Regions from separate parts of the Mus musculus genome. Here region 2 is linked to region 1. Evidence: chromatin contacts called from public Hi-C data. All regions are on one chromosome and are shown on one strand. Each heading gives the region's core, a stretch centred on a gene start, on an enhancer-like site or on the middle of the called end of the contact. The rest is flanking DNA. Distances are from core to core; before and after follow the strand shown.

Evidence for each region. A called contact is a pair of places that touch in the nucleus more often than the background predicts.
Region 2: a contact with region 1 is called in a Hi-C map of uterus, with 3 times the contacts expected there. The contact joins the promoter of Sod3 here to the enhancer-like site in region 1. A contact is called at or near these places in 3 of 484 Hi-C or Micro-C datasets (cerebral cortex, pre-hematopoietic stem cells and uterus) and 1 of 9 other capture datasets (adipose tissue).

Annotation. Positions count from the first base shown.
Region 1 is chr5:52,252,752-52,257,777 of GRCm38.p6, reverse strand. No RefSeq gene overlaps it. Among named protein-coding and RNA genes, the nearest start is that of C130083M11Rik, 39 kb to the right of the region's middle. Within about 2 kb of position 3,112, at least 29 of the 459 cell types and tissues checked have an H3K27ac peak or open chromatin away from gene starts, as enhancers often do. A contact at or near this core is called in adipose tissue and uterus, where this site is marked.
Region 2 is chr5:52,361,821-52,366,846 of GRCm38.p6, reverse strand. It overlaps Sod3 (superoxide dismutase 3, extracellular), which reads right to left and starts at 3,043. Exons shown (of 2, transcript NM_011435.3): 1 at 2,795-3,043.

The sequences.
Region 1 (5,026 bases), core at 1,863-4,362:
TAGTTTATTTGTTTAGTTAGTTGTGTATTTATTTAAACAGAGTCTCTCAATGAACCTGAAGCTTATCCCTTTGGCTAGACTGACTGATCAATGAGCTCCAAGAGTTCTTTTGTTCTCTGCCTCCCCAGCAGTGTCGGTCCAGACATAGGACACACCGCACTGAGCTTTGTAGAGTAGGTTCTGGGGATCCAAAGTCGGATCCTCATCCTCGGGCAGACACTTCAATCGCTGTGTCATCAGCACAGCCTCCCGTCAGGTGTAGCTCGTGTCCAATTTCCTTTGAGTCCTTCCATCCAAACAACTGCCACCGAGGATGCAAAAGTGGCTATATTGCTCTGTAGAGTTAAACTGAGCATCTGCAGAAAGCACTTGCCCATAAGTTCCAGAACCATGGACTTTTGTCACAACTGCACCAACTAGCAGCTAGGTGACCAGGACCCAGTTGCTTTTATCTCTGGTACTGACAGGTAAACCTGTCCCTTTGACAGTAGTGGAAACAATGGTCTGTGGCCCATCCCGCCCATTGGAAGGCCACAGGATTTAATACAAATCACAGTACTTTGGGACCTGCCTTGCAAACGTAAATGCTATTCATATTAATCCTCTTTACATTATTAACTGGAAATGCTCAAGGCATTTCTCCTCAAAGGGCATCTGCATTAGAGGAGAAAACCCTGAACAGATTTCTAGTTGTGAAATACCAGGAACTTGCCTGCTAAGCCCTCACTCTCTGCCCCCTGTCCCTTTGCCCTAGTAGCTGCATGTCAATACTTTCCGTAAGAACCATCTCAGGGGAAGCAGAGAACAGGGAGTGTGTGAATCTGTAATGACAGCAGGCTCCGGGATCAGGAGGAATATGCAAACATGAGCTGGTTATGTCAATGAGATTCAAACTAATTTACAGACAGGGAAGGAATGAAAAGAGCGCAACAGGGAGAGGCAGGGCAGAGGTGCCACCCACACAAGACAGAGGGTGTCTCTGGTAGCACAAACAGCTGATCCAACTGGATTATTTCCTCCAAAGGGAAGGGTTAGCCAGAAGTGGAGGAAAACAAAATAAAGAAAGGAAGTAATTTAAGGCTTATACACTCTTCCTCGGGGGCAACACAAAAGTTCCTTTGTCATTTGCATGGGATCTAGGAGAATTCTAAAGTCAATGTTTGCTCTCGATGGGGCTATAATTTGAAGGGCACTCTTTACCACAAACAGAGTTTTTACCTTTTAGGAAAGGAAGTGGTATGGTGTTACAGAAAGACACCCGTTATAAAGACAATAGAGGGGTCATGAGGCCTGAATTTGGAGTCCTTAGCACAAAGATGAAAATCGAGGCACGAATCGAGGCACGCATCTATAATGTCAGTTCAGGCAGGTGGAGAGATCTTGGGGACCTGTCGGTCAGTGTGAACAACCAGTGCACTCCAGTGCGCTCCAGGTTCACTGAGAGACGGACTCATAAAGTGAGGTGGGGTCTGGAAGATGGTTCAGTGGGTAAGAGGACCTGCTGTGTAAGTGTGGGGTCTGAGCTTAAATCTTCAGTGCTTATGTAAAAAGCGTGCATATAACACATACACACACGGAGCTCAAACTCTGCAGTTTGGATTTTCCTTCCAACAAGTATCAAGCTTAGTCCTCTTCAGACCCACCTTTTACAGAGCCCTGGGGCATGTACAGAAATCCACAACAGAAGTGGCCTCTTCTTAATACCCTGTTCTTGGGCCCCAATGAGATCTCAGCAAAGATCTGCTCCTCAGATTCCTGCCAACACTCTGACCCCTCACCAGCATCACCCTAAACTCTCCACCCGTGGCAAGCCTAGGCTCTTTCTAGTCTGTTCCTTCAAAATCATCCACTTCTACTGTCACCTAAGTTCCAAAGCCAACTCTACATTTTTCACGTAGTTGTCACAGCAACAGCTGCACTTCTGTGTATCAATCTTTCTATTGTAAGCCACTTTCTGGTGCTATGACGGAATACCCCAGGCTGGGTAATTTATAAACCAGAAGTCTATTTGGTGCACAGTTCTGGAGGCTGGAAAGCCCAGAGAATAGCACCAGCATTAGGGGGAGGCCTTCCTGTCTTATCTCATCCAAATCAAAGAAAAGAAAAATGACTTCCATCTTTTTATAAGCACCCCACTCTACATCAGGAGACAGTCCAACCCCAGCACCTCCATTCCCATTGCCCTAACTTGTCCCCTCTGCCTCTTACCCACCGAAGGCTCTTTCTCAACCACCTATCCCGAGGAACCACTTCTGGTAATTTCAGCATGGAGTGTGGATTTGCATGCTTAGTTTTTGTTTGTTTGTTTGTTTTGTTTTGTTTGTTTGTTTGTTTTTGTCTTCCTGTCCAACCAAAACATACGCTCCAAGAGGGCAGAGCGCTTGCCTGTCTTGTTCCCAGTGGTTGTGGTGTGTGACCGCCCCAGATGAGAGAGGTTTAATAAATGACTGTAGGAAAGATGGATGGGGAAGGAAACAGGACTGTCTGAATAACTAGTAAACATTTTAACCCTGACAACCCTGCATCCCACGGACAGATCTGCATCCTGAAATACCAGAGCCCTTGGGACAGGCTGTGGTTGACTGAAATGTGTTGTGGCATAGAAAGCACTCCTATGAGACCCTTGCCTGGAAAAGAGGCTCTGGAGACCTCGCTAGGAAGAAATGGCAGAAAGAGAGCTTGTCTGCTTGTCACCTGGTCAGACAGGATCCAGATGTGTGTGGGGGTAGAGAAGCGGGCCTTCCAGACACAACCCGCCCCCGCAAAAACCGATTTGCATGCATCACCCTGACATTGCCTTTGGTGTAGCATCCATCTCCGCTTTCATCAGGGCTGTGAGGCAAGGGAGGGGATACCTTTCAAGACCAGGCATGAATCTTGGAGTAAACAAGCTTCACTCTGCCCTGGTGTGTGGGTTTTAACTCTTCCTCATGCTCAGAGAGTAGACTGAAATATCGAAGTGATGGGCCACGCAGCCTCCATTGCAGGGCTGGCGGAAGATAAACAAATAAAAAGACTTGAAAATGTGCCAAGTGCCTTCTACTGAAAAGAGGCATGCGCAGCGTATGCTGTCTCTGCGGAGCAGCCTTCTCCCTTCTCTAGTGCTTCCTTCTTCCCTCTGGAGTAAAGGCATGCGCAGTTTGTGCTGTCTGTGTGGCGCCGCCTTTCTTCCCCAATGCTTCTTCCCTCCCTCGCTCCCCTTCTCTCTCTTCTCCTCCTTCCTCTTTCCTTCTTTCCTCACTTTTTCTTTTTCATTTCTCTCCCTCTCTTCCTCTTTCATTTTTTCCTCCTTTTCTTGTCTCTCCTATACACTTAAGATTCTAAGAACTAAAGGAGATATCAAAGTCTGGTGAGCATCCACAAGCTTATCCAAGTTCACACAATCCCAAACAAGAAACTGCATAGGGACATTTTCTTACTTTTTGTTTTCTATTGCTGTGATAAAGACCATGACCAAAAGCAAGTCGCGGAGGCAAGAGTTTGGCCTCCCGGAGGGAGGTCAGGGCTGGAACCTGGAGGCAGGAACTGAAACAGGCCAGAGAGGATGCTGCTTATCGGCTTGCTCTTGTGGATCTTGTCAACTCAGTGTTTTATATAATCCTGGACCAGCCGTCACAAAGAGTAACAACTACAGTAGCCTCGACCCTCCCACATCGATTATTAACCAAGAACTCCCCGCCCCACATACTTGCTTACTGGCAGTGTACTAATCTTCGTGGCAGATGAGAATTTCATGTCTCCACTGTGGGCCAGAGGTAGATAGCGTTCTTGTGGAGATGAGGATATAGATTTCTTTTAATGGAACTCAACAGAGCCCTGAAATTCATCCTCACTGGCCTGCAAGACTACCGTCACATTACCCCTCAAAAGCTGAGACCGTAACATCATTTAGGAGATGAGCTGAAATTGGGGGGTAACTCATTACGTCTCTGAAAAGCTGGAGATCCGGTTCCAAGCTGTTCACCAGAGAGGATCAGTGTGTGGACTACAGTTTCTGTCATCCTCTGGTACAGTCTTCAGTCGGGGATGCTCATTTAGAAGAGAGACGAGAAACCAGAGCTCCCTTCTGGTGTCCCTGGCTTCCGGGAAAGACAAACTAAAGTCATTTCTTGCTTTTGGCTAGGGACGAGAATGAGAATTATTCACTTCTAGGCTCCCTGTCCCTAAATCTGCCGACCCAGACCCTATTCTCTGCTCTTACCAAACTCAAGCTCTCACAGTGTGTTTACTTGTTTTGAACTTTAGTCAAACCGAGTATTTTCTTACAAATGAATGTAATGCTCTTTCATCTATCTGCATCATTTCCCATGGAAATACTTCGAGATGCATTTAAAGGCACAGAAGAAAACTGGGGTACACCATCGTTTTTGATGAAGAAAAGAAGAAGAAAATTAAGTCTCATAACAGAAGCTGGCCAAATACTCTCACTGTGATGTTGGCAGTAAAAATGTTCTTGTGGTTGTTAGTCTATTACCATGGAAACGTGTTCGTGATCAATTATTATAGAGACTGGTGTAGTGGTACATACCTTTAATCCCAACATTAGCAAGGTAGAGGCAGGAGGACTTCTGAGTTTGGGCTCAGTCTGGTCTACAGATCAAGTTCCAGGACATCTAGGGCTACAGAGAGAAACCTTGTCTTAAAACAAACAAACAAAAACAAAACAGAAGAGGAAGAAGAAGGGGAAGGAAAACCAGGTTTTAAACAATAAGTGAAAAGCCAATCCATTTGGCCGATAAATACACAATTTGCATGTAAAAGCCCACAAGGATGGAAATTTTGTTTTGTTTTATTTTGTTTTGTTTTATGAAACAGGGTTTCTCTGTGTAGCCCTGGTTGTCCTGGAACTCACTCTGTAGATCAGGCTGGTCTCGAACTCCCAAGTGCTGGGATTAAAGGTTGAATGTTTGTTTGTTTGTTATTATCAGTCACTACACTTTAGAGGAAAAAAATACTAGCCCTGAACTCATACTTGGCTAATATCGTTTCTTTCTGTAATTGCACTGTCAATCACTGCTTGAATATA
Region 2 (5,026 bases), core at 1,794-4,293, 110 kb before region 1:
TGTGTGAGTGCTTGTGGGTACCAGGCCCAAGAGGAAGTGGGCTAGTATGTAAGCAGTGATGGGGACGTCTGGAAGCTCAGGTCTGGCATTGGGAGAGTCCAGGAGATTGGCTTAGTGTGGAGTGTGCATCAGTGTGTGTGTGTGTGTGTGTGTGTGTGTGTGTGTGTGTGTCTGTGTAGGAGCCCAAGATTAACATCAGACATCTTCTTCAGTTGCCCTCTACCTTATGTATGGAGACAGAGTCTCTCACTGAGCCTGAGGCTTGTTCTTGTCTGGCTACTAGTCTAGCTAGCCGGATGGGGGTTTCCTCTCTCCTCCTCCAGGGTGCTGAGATTATGGGTGGACCACCATGCCCATCCAGCTTCTTGCATGGTTTCTGGGGATCCAAACTCCCCATTTTTGCTTTACCCACTGGGCCATCTTTTCAGCCTGGATTCTAGTTTTTAAAAACCAAGATGATTCCAATTCAGAAGAGCTTAACTGGATTTTGCTTTTTTTTTTTTTTTGGTTTAAATATCCTGGTGCCCAATTCAAAGACAACGGAAAGGTACAGAATCCAACCTCAGTTACAACACAGCTGACTCATTTGATGTGTGGGTGATTGATTCCAGGATGCCTCATGGATTCCAAAATCCATGGATGCCCAAGTCCCTTACATAAGATAGCAAGATGTGTGCACAGAAACAGCTCAGATGGTCCTGTACTCTTTAAAACATGCCTGGATGGCTTACTGCAGTTACCAGGGTAAATGCTGCGTAAACAGTCATTGCGAGAATAAAGGTCTGTATTCTATGTTCCGTGCAGATGTAGGGTGGGGCTTTTTGTCTGTTTGAGTTTTGTAATTTCTGTCTGAGGTTGTCTGCAATGCATAACCGAAGGACATGGAGGGTGACTCTACTGTGACTTCACAGGGCTACAATCCACAGCCTTGGCTCCTTACCTATAAAATAAGACCAGTTCTGCTATTGGGGGCCATGATGAGGGTCAAGGCAGATATTTATAAATGAGATACTTTCACATTTTAAAGGCTGCCCTAAGGGATTAATGATGCCTCCAAGGGGCTGGTTGAAGGTCACCTGTGCTTTCAGAGTCCTTCCGCAACCCCTGAATAGGTGCCATTTAAAAAGAATGGAGTGTGAGTTCTTTCCAAAGCTGTTATGGAGGGACAATTTAGTATGGTGATTATAAGAATGGATTCGGGAACTCACCCCATGAATCTAAAACTTGACTACCACTTACGCTCTGAGGTTATCTGCCATTGCTCTTTCTATGCTCAGTAGCAATTGTGCTAAGCTGCAAGCTGTAGATGGGCCTGCTTCCTCTCTGAGCCTAGTTCTCAGTTGCAAGTAGGTGCAGGCATGCCTACCTCTGGAGAGCTTGCTACCAGGCCTCAAAGAGAAAACTGAAGTGCCAACACCTGTTGAATATTTGGGCCATGCGCTGTTAAAAAGCTTTTGGCATATATGAAATATATATATATATTTGAAATATATATATATGGAATATATATATGTGTATGTTTGTGTGTGTACATCTCTCTGTAGAGGAGTTCATGTGTGTGTGTGTGTGTGTGTGTGTGTGTGTGTGTGTGTGTGTGTGTGTAGATCACTGATTCAGCTAGATCGCTAGGCCAGCAAGCCCTCCAATCTCCATGATTGTGCCTGGCTTTTACATGGATTCTGCAGATCAGACTTTGGCCCTTGCTCATAGCAAGCACTTTACTGACAGAGCCATCTCCCCAGTCCCGAGGTTTGGATCCCGGCAAGCACCCTATGAAGTGGGTGCTTACCTGGATACAAGTGGGCAGAGAGCAGGGACACAGAAGTGAGGGTCTCTCCCATGGTGGTTACATAGTCACCGAAGAGCTAAGGGCAGGATTTCGAAGTGAGTGGTTGATGGAGCTGTGAGAATCACCAGCTTGGGGATTCTGTGAAGGCCGAGGAAGGAGGGGATACCCAGAGATGGCTTGAGAAGAACAAAGATGTTAGGTCTCAGGGGACATTGAGAACGTAAAACCTACAGACCCCTCCCCTTTGATGTGGCCTAGTGTGACCCTGCCGTTAGAGCATAGCGGGAGAGGGTGAAGTACAGGAGGAGCCTCATGCATCTTGCCCCCAGCTCTCTCACTGGACAGGGACTCTGACCCTCTCCTGAGGCAGCTGTCACTTAGGAATGTTCTGTGCTCAGGCTTCACTTCAGGAATTCTTCCTGCAGAGCCTAGAGCAAAATCCAACTGGAGTGTGTTTGTGGGCTTCTCTAAAAATGAACACTTGAAAAAAATATATATATATATATATATTCTCTTAAGAAATGAAGCGAAACAAAAAAGAGCATCTTTCTGCACCTCCAGGTAAACCTAGACTCCTTGTTCGAGTGTCTCCCTTCCCCCAGGCATTTTCTTCCTCAGTGGCTCCTTATAAGAAGCCTTTGCTGTAAGCCATGGCTGACAGAACCCAGGTGACCCCTCAGAGTCCCTGCTCATCCTCCCTAACTCCACCCCAAGCCCCTCAGCGTCCACAGACAGCCTTCCATACATGACATTTATAGCACGAAAGACCTCCTGGCCCAGCCACTGCAGGCCCAGAGCAGAAAGCTTTGTCCCACCACCCTCCTTCCCATCTTCCCATGACTCTACTCCCCACTCTAGAAAAGCCAGGCCTGTCATTAATGGGGTTTCTCTCCCCCAAACATGATTTTGAACCTTTTCTAACCAGTGCCGGCTGCCCAACCCAGTTTCCAGAACTTAAGAAGCACACTCCTAAAAGAATGAAATGAACTTCAGTTTGGCACGCACCTGTCAGGCTCTCCCAAGAGCTCTTTCCCTCTGGTGAAGTTCAGGCCAGCACCCAGCTAGAGGCCGGAGGAAGAGCCTCTGAGTTGCCTCCCCAGAGCTGTCCAGCTGGCTGTTATGTGAGCGAGCAGCAGGGAGGCCAGCCCGGGGGAGTGGTCAGCAAATGGGAGGAAGGTCATTGGGCTGGCCAAGAGAAGCAAAGCCAGCTTGGCTGTCCCTTGTGGTAAAATTGCTGCCTCCTCCTCTTCCTCCCCCTCCTTCTTTTCCCTTCTCTTCCTACTCCGTCTCCTTCTCCCCTTCTTATTCCTTTCTCCTCCTCTTTTTCTTCCTCCTCCTCTTCCTCCCCTTCTCCTCTTCCTCCTTTTCCCCCTCCTCCCCCACTTCATCTTCTCCTTGTCCCCACCTCCCAGTCCCTTTCCCACTGCTGGTTCTGCTTGCCAAGTATGTCTTTCGTGACTTCCCTGGCTCGTGCAGACGCAGTCAGTGACCTTCAGAACGCAGCAGGGGAGCAGAAATGAGAAAGAAAATAGTCTTGTTTGAAGAGGCACAATGGTCTCTTTCTCGAAGGGCCTTTTCTTTTCCCCTGACTCCCTCAGCTACTGACTTCTTTTGCTAGATGTTGGTATGTGTTTAAGACAGACATGGGCACTTGGCAGCTGAGTGAGACACTCTCTCCAGAGCTGTGCTACCACACAAGGTGTGGGGCAGGCATGGTGGTGTGCCTTCAGTCTTGCCTTTTCCTACCCGTGTGCTCCTGGAAGCCCTCCCTTTACCTCCCTCTCAGCATCTGTAATATAATAGCTCTCATCCCCCATGAGAATCAAAGGAGTAAAGCCAGTGTCTGGTTTTCATAAGGACATTAGTGAGTCAACAATGACCGTGACAATAACATTATGATTGTTGCCACTGTTGTATTAAAATGACAAAGGAGGGTTGTTTGTTTTTGAAACAAAGTTGCATTTAACCCAAGCTAGCTTCAATTCCATCTGTAACTGGGGATTACCTTGAACTTTTAATCCCCCTGTCATCAGCTCCCAAATGCTGGGATTGCAGGCGTGCACTATCACGTTGGTGTGTCGCTGGGGTCAAACACAGGCCTTCATGCGTGTTAGGAAAGCACTCTGCCAACTGAGGCCTGCCCAGGAAGATTGTTACATAGACTACACAGATTGGAGGAGCCAGGAACCTCCAATCCCAGGCTCCTTATTTCTTTTGTTGTTGGGAGCTCCTGTCCATCACAGAAACTCTCTAGAAATAAAAGGCTCTCTTTCCCAGAGAAGCATCCCCAGCTTGCTGCCGCTTGTCTGTCCCCTGAATTCCTTTGACAAATGGTTATTGGGTACCTGCCCCCTACCACACCACACACCAGAGTCTCCAAGCTGCACAAGTTTCTGCCCCATGTGGTTCACACACTTAGGAAGATAACCGAGCATCAGTGGTACAGCTAGAGACAGAATGGCCCCTGACACCTCCAGTCGCCAGGCCTGGCAGGTGGGAAGTTTGTTCGGTAACCTGTTCTCTGCGTGCCTCCTGGAGCTCAGTGAACCTCCTTCAGGTGGCGTCCCCTAGAAGCCAGTTCAGCCCTGAACTTTTTATCTGCTGTTGGCAGTAGCTGTCCTCAACAAATGAGCTTATAGAGTGTCAGGTACTACCCACTGCCCATGGCTGCCAGCCACCCTCAGCCACCTACCACCTACAGCCACCCACAACCACCCACATACACCCTACCAAATCCTGGCTTCTCCAATCATCTTGTTAAATCCTTATTTTCATTCAGTCTTTGAAGTGATTCTTTCTTTTTTTTTTAAGATTTATTTACTTATTTTATGTGCGTATACTGTTGCTCTCTCCAGACCCACCAAAAGAGGCCATCTGATCCCATTACAGATGGTCGTGAGCCACCATGTGGTTGCTGGGAATTGAACTCAGGACCTCTGGAAAAGCTCCTAACCACTGAGCCATCTCTCCAGCCCCGAAGTAACTCTTGCATAAGCTCCTAGCTACTGTTTTAAGTGGTACTCTCTTCCATGAGCCTGATTTTATTTCCTTCAAGACTCAGGAAAGCATTCCTTCGTTCTGGGATTCTAGGATTAGTGGCAAGCCTCAATTCACTTGCATTTTTTATGCTCTCTAGGAGAAAATTGCCCTCCTCCTCCCCGCTCCATCTCTGTAATATTCAGTCCCCTTACTTACGTATTGTGATCTCTTTTCTTTCTTAGAAGCCAACTTTATTCC